Regions from separate parts of the Arabidopsis thaliana genome. Here region 1 is linked to region 2. Evidence: chromatin contacts called from public capture Hi-C data. All regions are on one chromosome and are shown on one strand. Each heading gives the region's core, a stretch centred on a gene start, on an enhancer-like site or on the middle of the called end of the contact. The rest is flanking DNA. Distances are from core to core; before and after follow the strand shown.

Region 1 (3,871 bases), core at 44-2,543, 130 kb after region 2:
CTGCATGACCGAGACTAGCGAAATTGAAGACCCAGTGAGCTGGGGGGGACTAGACAACTTCGAGCTTGGGTTAGCAGAATAAGCTGATGGAGAGGCTGAAAGAACTTTCAAAACCTAGGAATGGAGCATGAGGTATAGATTAGCAAAAAGTTAATTCCCAGATCAATGTATAGTTATTCATATGAAACATTAATCTTGTACTTATAGTCATCTACTCAATGCAAGAAAAGAGTATGATGTTCGACTTACCAGATTGTTAGTAGGGTTCAACGAATGTGCAACTCCTCTGAAGAGCACGGGAGCCTGTAAATCATAAACACGAACACAAAATGAACTTAAAGTGTCACTCAAAAAACCCCCAACACCCGAGATTTCATACATTATCTTAAATCCAAAACCATAGAAGAAGCACTTGTGAATATAAGTCATATAACTCAGCTAGAAAGCATGGAAGTTACCTCAATCTTGGTTTTTCCCAAAATGACATCGGATTTCACTAAATCGTCGGCAGCAATCAAGGTGTGGTCGCCGTCAACATCAGAGACGGAGAAGCTAGTATGATCAATAACCATAGCTGAAGAATCCTAAGGAAACAAATGGCTATAAATCAAAATCCTAAGTCGCAATTTGTTCCAACAAAGAGGTAATTCCACATTATGAGAATACCAACCTCATCGAAATCAACCCCACACTCTGTGGCAATACCCCTAATCAAATCAGATGCAGCAGTATCCGCCGATAAGATCAAGTCACGACCGGAATCAACAAAATCAGCAATGGATTTCGAATCCAAGGATCCTCCAAACCCTATACACAACGAAATGACAAATGACCAAATCGATTTCCAAAATATAGACAAAATTATCGAACAGGGAGCTCAGAGATCGGAGATCTTACGTTCTGTTGATGGGGCGAAGATGATCAACCCATCGTACAAGTACTGGCCGTATCGTTGAAGCGCAAGCTTCGAATCTTCAGCTAACTTGAAATCGAGATCGAATCCACGAGACTTGAGAGTGTTGAAGAAGATAGAATGAGAGGATTTGAGTGATAAATCATCGAGAAGAACAAGAACACGCCGATCCGTCGGATTATCGACGGAGAAAGAGAAGCTAAGTAAAGGAAGGAGGAATACAGAGATCAACGCGACGGATCTCGAGAGGTTCACCATATTTGGTTCCTAGGGTTTTTTCACGGGTGTGAAGTGAGTGTGACCACTAGAGAGAGAGAGAGAGAAGAAGAAGCAGACTCGGCGATGGTCGATCGTAGAACGGACCCAGGCGTTGACGATCACGTACTCTCAAACGACGGCGTTTTCGTACTGCTCGAAATATTGAAAATGGGCCGAAATATATAATCAAATCCTTTAGTAGGCTTTAAATTAATGGGCTTACATAAGACTTTTTATTTTGGCATTGAAGTGGGTTGGGTTTCACCAACCACCAGACCAGATGGCAGATGCTTTGATTTGCCCAGTTTTCATCAATCGTTGAACAAATTTTATTTTTGTTGTATTTCTTTTTTCCATTTATTAAAATTATTTAAAAAACGGTTATATTTTATTTAGTTGGAGTATAACTTTTGTTTTAAAATTAGTAAAAAAATAAAAAAATATATTGTATATTTTAACAATAGTTAGACAAATATGACAGTTTTGATGACTAAATCGGTAGCCAAATTTATTGGATATCAAATGTTAATTCAATTACCACATAACCACTACGATAATTAGTGATGGTCGCCAAAAATAACCGTTATTATTTTGGTGGTTAAGTATTTGACCAATGAAATAAGAGAATTAATTTTACCGCTAATATTCAACCAAATTCTTTGAACGTCATTGTGGTCGCTGAATATGTTTTGGCAATTGTTGATCAAGCGGTGATCACCAATATTGATGCTTAACCACTAAAAAACATCAGTGGCAGAATCATAATTTTATTTCTTGCAATAAACAACATTTATAGTGGAGCGTGAGCGAACATGAGGAGTTGCATCATCAGTGTTTATTATATGAGGAGTTTGCTCTGTATGAGCCGTTGGTGTAGATGGCCATGACTTTTGAGAGATACTTGGGACCGCAAATAATGGATTTCACTGGAAGCTTTTGTTAGCTAGAAGCCTAGAACTAAACAAAGAAAAACAAAATTATTCTTATAACTTACTAAAAAATCACCAATCAAAATGAAAAACGAATAAAAATAGTTATTTATTCAGTTCCTTTAGTGGTGGAGGAAAGTACAACAATATTTCCACTCTTTTACTATATATATTTTTTTACTTTTTATTTTTCTATTCACAATTCCACTTCATAAAAGTTCATCCGACTAATCTTTTTAAAATCAGTATAATTGTCGAATAGTTCATTCATCGAATTTTCTAATGAGCCTAAAACAATACACCATTTCGACTATACATATGAAATAATTTAGTAAATTTCGCTGTTAGAGTAAATCGACCTCCTACTTATACATGACAATTCTTCTTGAAATAGTGACCACTAAACCACTATCATTTGGTTTTCAATTCTTCGTTTTTCCTCCAAACCTAAACTCGGACCCAATATTTACCTATCTAGATGGCAAGTAACATCAATTATTCAATCTTATGCATTACATATATAATATGAAATTATCATTGTGGCAGGTGAGAGAATGATTGGACCACGTAACATTGTGACATGTGATGAGTTTATTTAACTTGTCGCGCCAATTAAATATTCTAATAGTAATATCAATTATTCACTTTAATTGGTAAAAAAGAAGAAGATAAAAAACAGTTCATATAATACATTATCAAATACGAAGTCAGAACAAGATTAAGATCGTATCACGTAAGACGGAGATCGACTTTCTTCGTTCCAGCCTTGACTTACCATATAACAAGTTAAATATATTTGTCTCATTAGAATCACGGGATTAATGTTACGTAACTACGGAGATAGCGTGATAAGAAATTTGGTTACAAAACATTGTATATAAAAAAACTAAATAGAGCTAGTTAAGTTTCAAATCTAATTTTATTTTTTGATTAATTTGATGATTTCCTTCCATAGAACCATAAATAAAATTCAATCATTTCCTCTATTATGAAATTTAATTATATATTTTGTTTTATTAGAGAGCAGGAAGAATATATTACGTAATATCAAGAAAATTTAGTCATAAGACCATATCATAATAAGCGGAATTTTCAACAACAAACATCCAATTTTGATTTACTATTAACTGATTATTTTCTCTGACCGGAGTGACCGCCATTATTTAGAATAATGTTCTTTGAATGAATCAAATTTTATGGCACCCAAAAGACAGAAGCCACGGCATCCGTTTGGCATTTTATAGTGATCTTGCATTTTATAATTTTGATTTGTATTTTCTTATAACCGCTATTATAAGTTTAACGTTTAAAGCTCTGTATGTTCACCTGACAAAAATGATAAGTAAAAAAAAACAATAATTTTCGTGAATCTCAATATTTTCATTGGTGGTCGTAAAGCCATGTGATGGAATAGTTACCAACGTGAGTCGTGATATATGGGATTAGAAAATGTGACCAATTGGTTACCAGCAATCAAACAAACGATAATCCATGGTTGATGAAGAAAGTAGGGTTAGGTTTGTAAAAAAAAGAAATGGTTGTGTGGTGATCTAATAATACATGGGCTATAAGTTTATAATTGCATTCCTGCTTATTAAGGTACTTTCATCATAGAATCAAAACAGTTACTATCTTTCTTTTCTCCTCACTTTTTGTTTTTCTTCTTCCTTTTTCGATAGAATGTCTGAATGTGTATACAATTCTTTTCACCATTGGAATATGTGCTGGTCAATATTAATTACTGATTTACATAAAATATAATATCGGGCAT
Region 2 (4,121 bases), core at 1,235-3,734:
TTACCAATCTCAAAATCTGATGAGACCGGGAGCTAACTTCATTTAGAGCTGTCTCACCAATTTGCCTTTGTGCTGCAAATGGTTAAAACACTTGTCAATGTTGTTGCAAAACATCACTAGTATACCATTATTGATTATCTATACCTTTGCAGACAGATAGGAGCTCCTTGAAATGATTCCAGTCTCGCAGAGTTTCCTCTGTGAGTTTCTCAACAACTGTCCCTTTCTGTCAAAAAGAAAAAGCCCAGCATGAGAAATTGCAAAAAGATCAGTTCTACAAAATAAAAGAAAGTATCATATTTACCTCAGGGTCATCTAAAAGTCTGAGTGGACTAGTATCTGTACTTAAGAGATCTCTTACAGACTCATTGTAGATCTCCATAGCAGAGAACTTAAGAATGAATTCTCTTTCCTTGTGCTGCAGAAAGCAAATACACAACTACATAATGGGCTCGGAAGTAAAGTAGTAAGATATAAGGATAATGTTTGCTTTCTTTACCTTGTCAATGTAGCCATATATATCAACCAAGGCGCAGTCAGTAATTCCGCTCATAGTGTACGTCTTTCCACTGCTTGTTTGCCCATATGCGAATACACTAGCTGAAAACAATGCATTTGAATTATATATGCAAGACAAGGGGAGAGAAAGAGTAGTAACGCAGAGGGAAGGATGACAAACCATTAACGCCACTGACAACAGAGAAAGCGACTTCCTTTGCCCCTTGTTCATACACCTGCCTTGTACAACACTCAGGGCTAAACACTCTGTCTAGAGGCAGAGAAAAATCTCAGTAAGATAGAAAGAAGGATGAGCTATGTTGCAGAAAGGGTACAAACAAACAAAGACGAATGTCTCTTACCAAATGTGTAAGCAGAAGGATACATGGAACGCTCGGAGATAGAAAGATGACTCCTGTAAATGATGGTAGTATTGTTGATGCACTCCCAGTCAGGGACATCATTCCTAAACTTTTCCTTGTCGTTTAAAGGTCGCATACGAACAGAAACATAGATCTTTTCCTGGGTGCCGCTTGGTCCTAGCATCTGATCATCATCTTCTGTAGTCATCTTCTACCCTACCTCTACCACAAAGGAAACAATGACAACAACATTATATATATATAGAGAGAGAGATAGAGGCAAAGTCTGTAATATGAGAGACAAACACGAATAATTGTAATCAACAAGTCAATGATTGCAGCTGGAAAGTCCAGTCAAATTCCAAAGCAAAGTCAGAAAACCAAGATTCCTTAGTCATAGAAGTGTCTGAGATAGAGACAAACACAAGCTCAAATAATAAAAAAAGATATAAGGAGGAGAGGAATTGGAGTTATATGGAGATAATTGGTCCCCTATAAGAGCAGTCTGTCAAAGTGTTGTTACATAAATTACAATTGCCTAATTAAGAGGCTATAAATATTATAATTGCATTTGCTAGAAAACAAAACAAAAACTAATGAATGAAATGAATAATTACCTTAGAAGAAGAAGAAGAAGAGGGGAGGACTTAAGAAGATGATATATCACAGCCTCTTCTGTAGAAAGTTCGATCTGGCTCTCTCAAGGAATCACATGTGCAGTGAATTATTCGTCCTTGTTTCAAAGACACCTACCTACCTGCTTCCAAACAACAACAATCCAAATTACATTTAGCCCCTTAATAAAAAACAGAATCATCTGGAAATTGTGACATGCATTTGCTATAGCATGAACCTCTAAGCTTGGGTGAGGAGAGGAGGATAGCCGATAATCATTTATAAAAAAGGGACAATGACTCACAATGGACCTTCAAATTCGACGATTACACATCCGGAAGCGTAAAATTAGCCGGCATTCAAACAAATTTCATACCTCAGAGGACGTGCGTAGCTCCGGATGCCCTATAAAGTATAAACCCCAAGAAGGAGATCCAGGGGAAGCGACGAATTTCTCCTAGTATCTCTCTCTCTCTTCGTGGACAAATCAGCCTTTCAATAATCGGAAATGCACAACAGCTCTTGTAATCGTTGTTAATGGCGTTTTCTGCACCGTCATCGTTGTGAGATTTTTGCAATCTGGCAAAATCCTCCTTCCCTCTGCTCTCTCATTCCATTTATTATTATTAGCCTTCTCCGACTTGGAAACTGCCGCGCTAAAGAAAGCTCATATTATTTATTTTGTACCTACCTGCCATTAACTAGGCATCTTTCAACCTTTTTACCCCTATCTGCCATTAACTAGGCATCTTTCAACCTTTCGCTGTATCTGTTTAATACATTCCCAAACTTTTTCCAACCAAATATTTTTGTTTTTCCAAAACATTTACCTCAGATTAATTAGCTCATCGTTTTCCTGTACCGACTCATTGGCAATTTACATCATTTCTACTTGACCTAATCACCTATCGATGATCTTAGTAGCACATCACAATCACAATGAAACTTGTAATATGCTTTTGCAAGCAATATGATTCATTCTTGATTCTTCTACCAACTAACATTACTTTTCCTTTCATTTATCTATCGTTAAGGATTTATAGCCTTATAATTAATACTAATAATTTCTTACAAAAAATTATACACACAAATTTAAAAAGAAAAACAGAAAACACACAGCACATGGGTGTTCCGTTTTTGTGCCTTTAAATAATGCTATATCGCTGAGGCAATGCATGTGCACTTCTCTTTTACTTACTTACACCCTAAGTACATTTACATAAAGAAGAGCTTTGATGCCCACTTTAACATTTGCATTATAATGTAACAATGACGGGTTTCATTTTTCCAAACTAGTTTAAGAAAGTTACTTGAATTTTTTTTTTTTTAATGCCTCGTTGTTTTATCAATTGTTTTGACAAAAAGAGTCTAAACCAGGGTAATTCAAGTTAGGATTTATTGGATACAGATGTTGGTTCATGCATGAATACTAATCTATATCGTGGTCGGTAGTTGAAGTATTGAAGAGACTTGTGTTTTTTGTATCGTTTAATATTGAAAGCAATGCAATAATTTGTATTATTTATTAATTACATGATGGGTATTCTTTTTAAAAAAGAAAAAATCGTTCTATAATTCCGTGACAGTGTACACTATATACACTACAAAATTAACGTCAAAGTGGATCTTTGGGAGATATAGACATGTAATAAATTAGAGGGCCATGCACATGATGTGGATGTGGACAAAACCTAACAGTCTCTCAATTATGAGATGTCACATGATGATGCGGACAAGTCAACGCTTCTACTTCCTTTTACTCTCTTTTTTTTTCTACCTTAGGGCCTCGTCACAAATGGGTCGGCTCTTCTCATTAAAGCCCATATTTTAATAATTAAGCCCACAAGATAGGCCTTAGTACACCGACAGATCACAGATGAGACCCAGCCACTCGGTCCTTTTTCTATAAACGAAATTAGAGAATCGCAAAACACACATCCCAAAAGAGTCAAAACAAACGGAAGAAATAGTGTGCCGTTCAAAGAGGGAAAATGGCACAAAATGGTAAGTCCATGGAACGAATTTGTGAATCAAAAGAAAGTAGAAAAGTAACGGAGTTATTTTTGTTGGCTTTTTTTTACCCTGCCATTTACAGCAACAACGTTGAGCCGTTCCAGAAAAACACAGTTGGCCTACAGAAGCACCTCCTCCCATTATTGATAGTTCCGTTGATGGGTTAGTGCTAAGGCCCATTATGGTGTGCCAACGAAAGTAAGCCGTTGGGAATGAAAAAGCCGAAAACACGTTGACGTCGTACGATTCTTCTAAAGTCAACAAGTTAGGCGAGTTCGGTACACTGGCTTGTCTCTACTCCATTTTTTCTCCTTAGTATAAAAGAACTCAACCAGAATAACAAAGATACCACCTTAAAAAAAAAAAAAAAACTTTTAGAAAATAATGTGCTAATGTTCATTTAAACAGTGAACTGATTTCTAAATATCATAGTTAAGTACTTAATATGACTACATGATTCCATTTTGAAAGTTGATACCATTATCTATTAGACTATTACTGTTCATTTGAATTTGACAGATACTGTTTCAATATCGATGACTTTTCTTATTATTCCAGTTTACATCTGTAATAAATAAGGTGTGTCTCATATACTGGTGAAAAATGTAGGTCACACATAAACCAAACAATTTG

What was found. Capture Hi-C pulls out chosen DNA fragments and counts their contacts.
Region 1: a capture Hi-C map of seedling shows a contact between it and region 2, with 1.9 times the contacts expected there. The contact joins the promoter of DGL1 here to the promoter of AT5G66310 in region 2. A contact is called at or near these places in 1 of 26 Hi-C or Micro-C datasets (root) and 1 of 3 other capture datasets (seedling).

What each region holds. Positions count from the first base shown.
Region 1 is chr5:26,619,411-26,623,281 of TAIR10.1, forward strand. It overlaps DGL1 (dolichyl-diphosphooligosaccharide-protein glycosyltransferase 48kDa subunit family protein), which reads right to left and starts at 1,294. Exons shown (of 13, transcript NM_126066.4): 1 at 898-1,294; 2 at 671-807; 3 at 459-584; 4 at 250-303; 5 at 1-114. The coding sequence starts at 1,171.
Region 2 is chr5:26,489,237-26,493,357 of TAIR10.1, forward strand. AT5G66310 (ATP binding microtubule motor family protein) reads right to left here and starts at 2,485. Exons shown (of 15, transcript NM_001345755.1): 1 at 1,852-2,485; 2 at 1,478-1,617; 3 at 861-1,082; 4 at 680-769; 5 at 500-600; 6 at 305-418; 7 at 145-226; 8 at 5-72. The coding sequence starts at 1,068.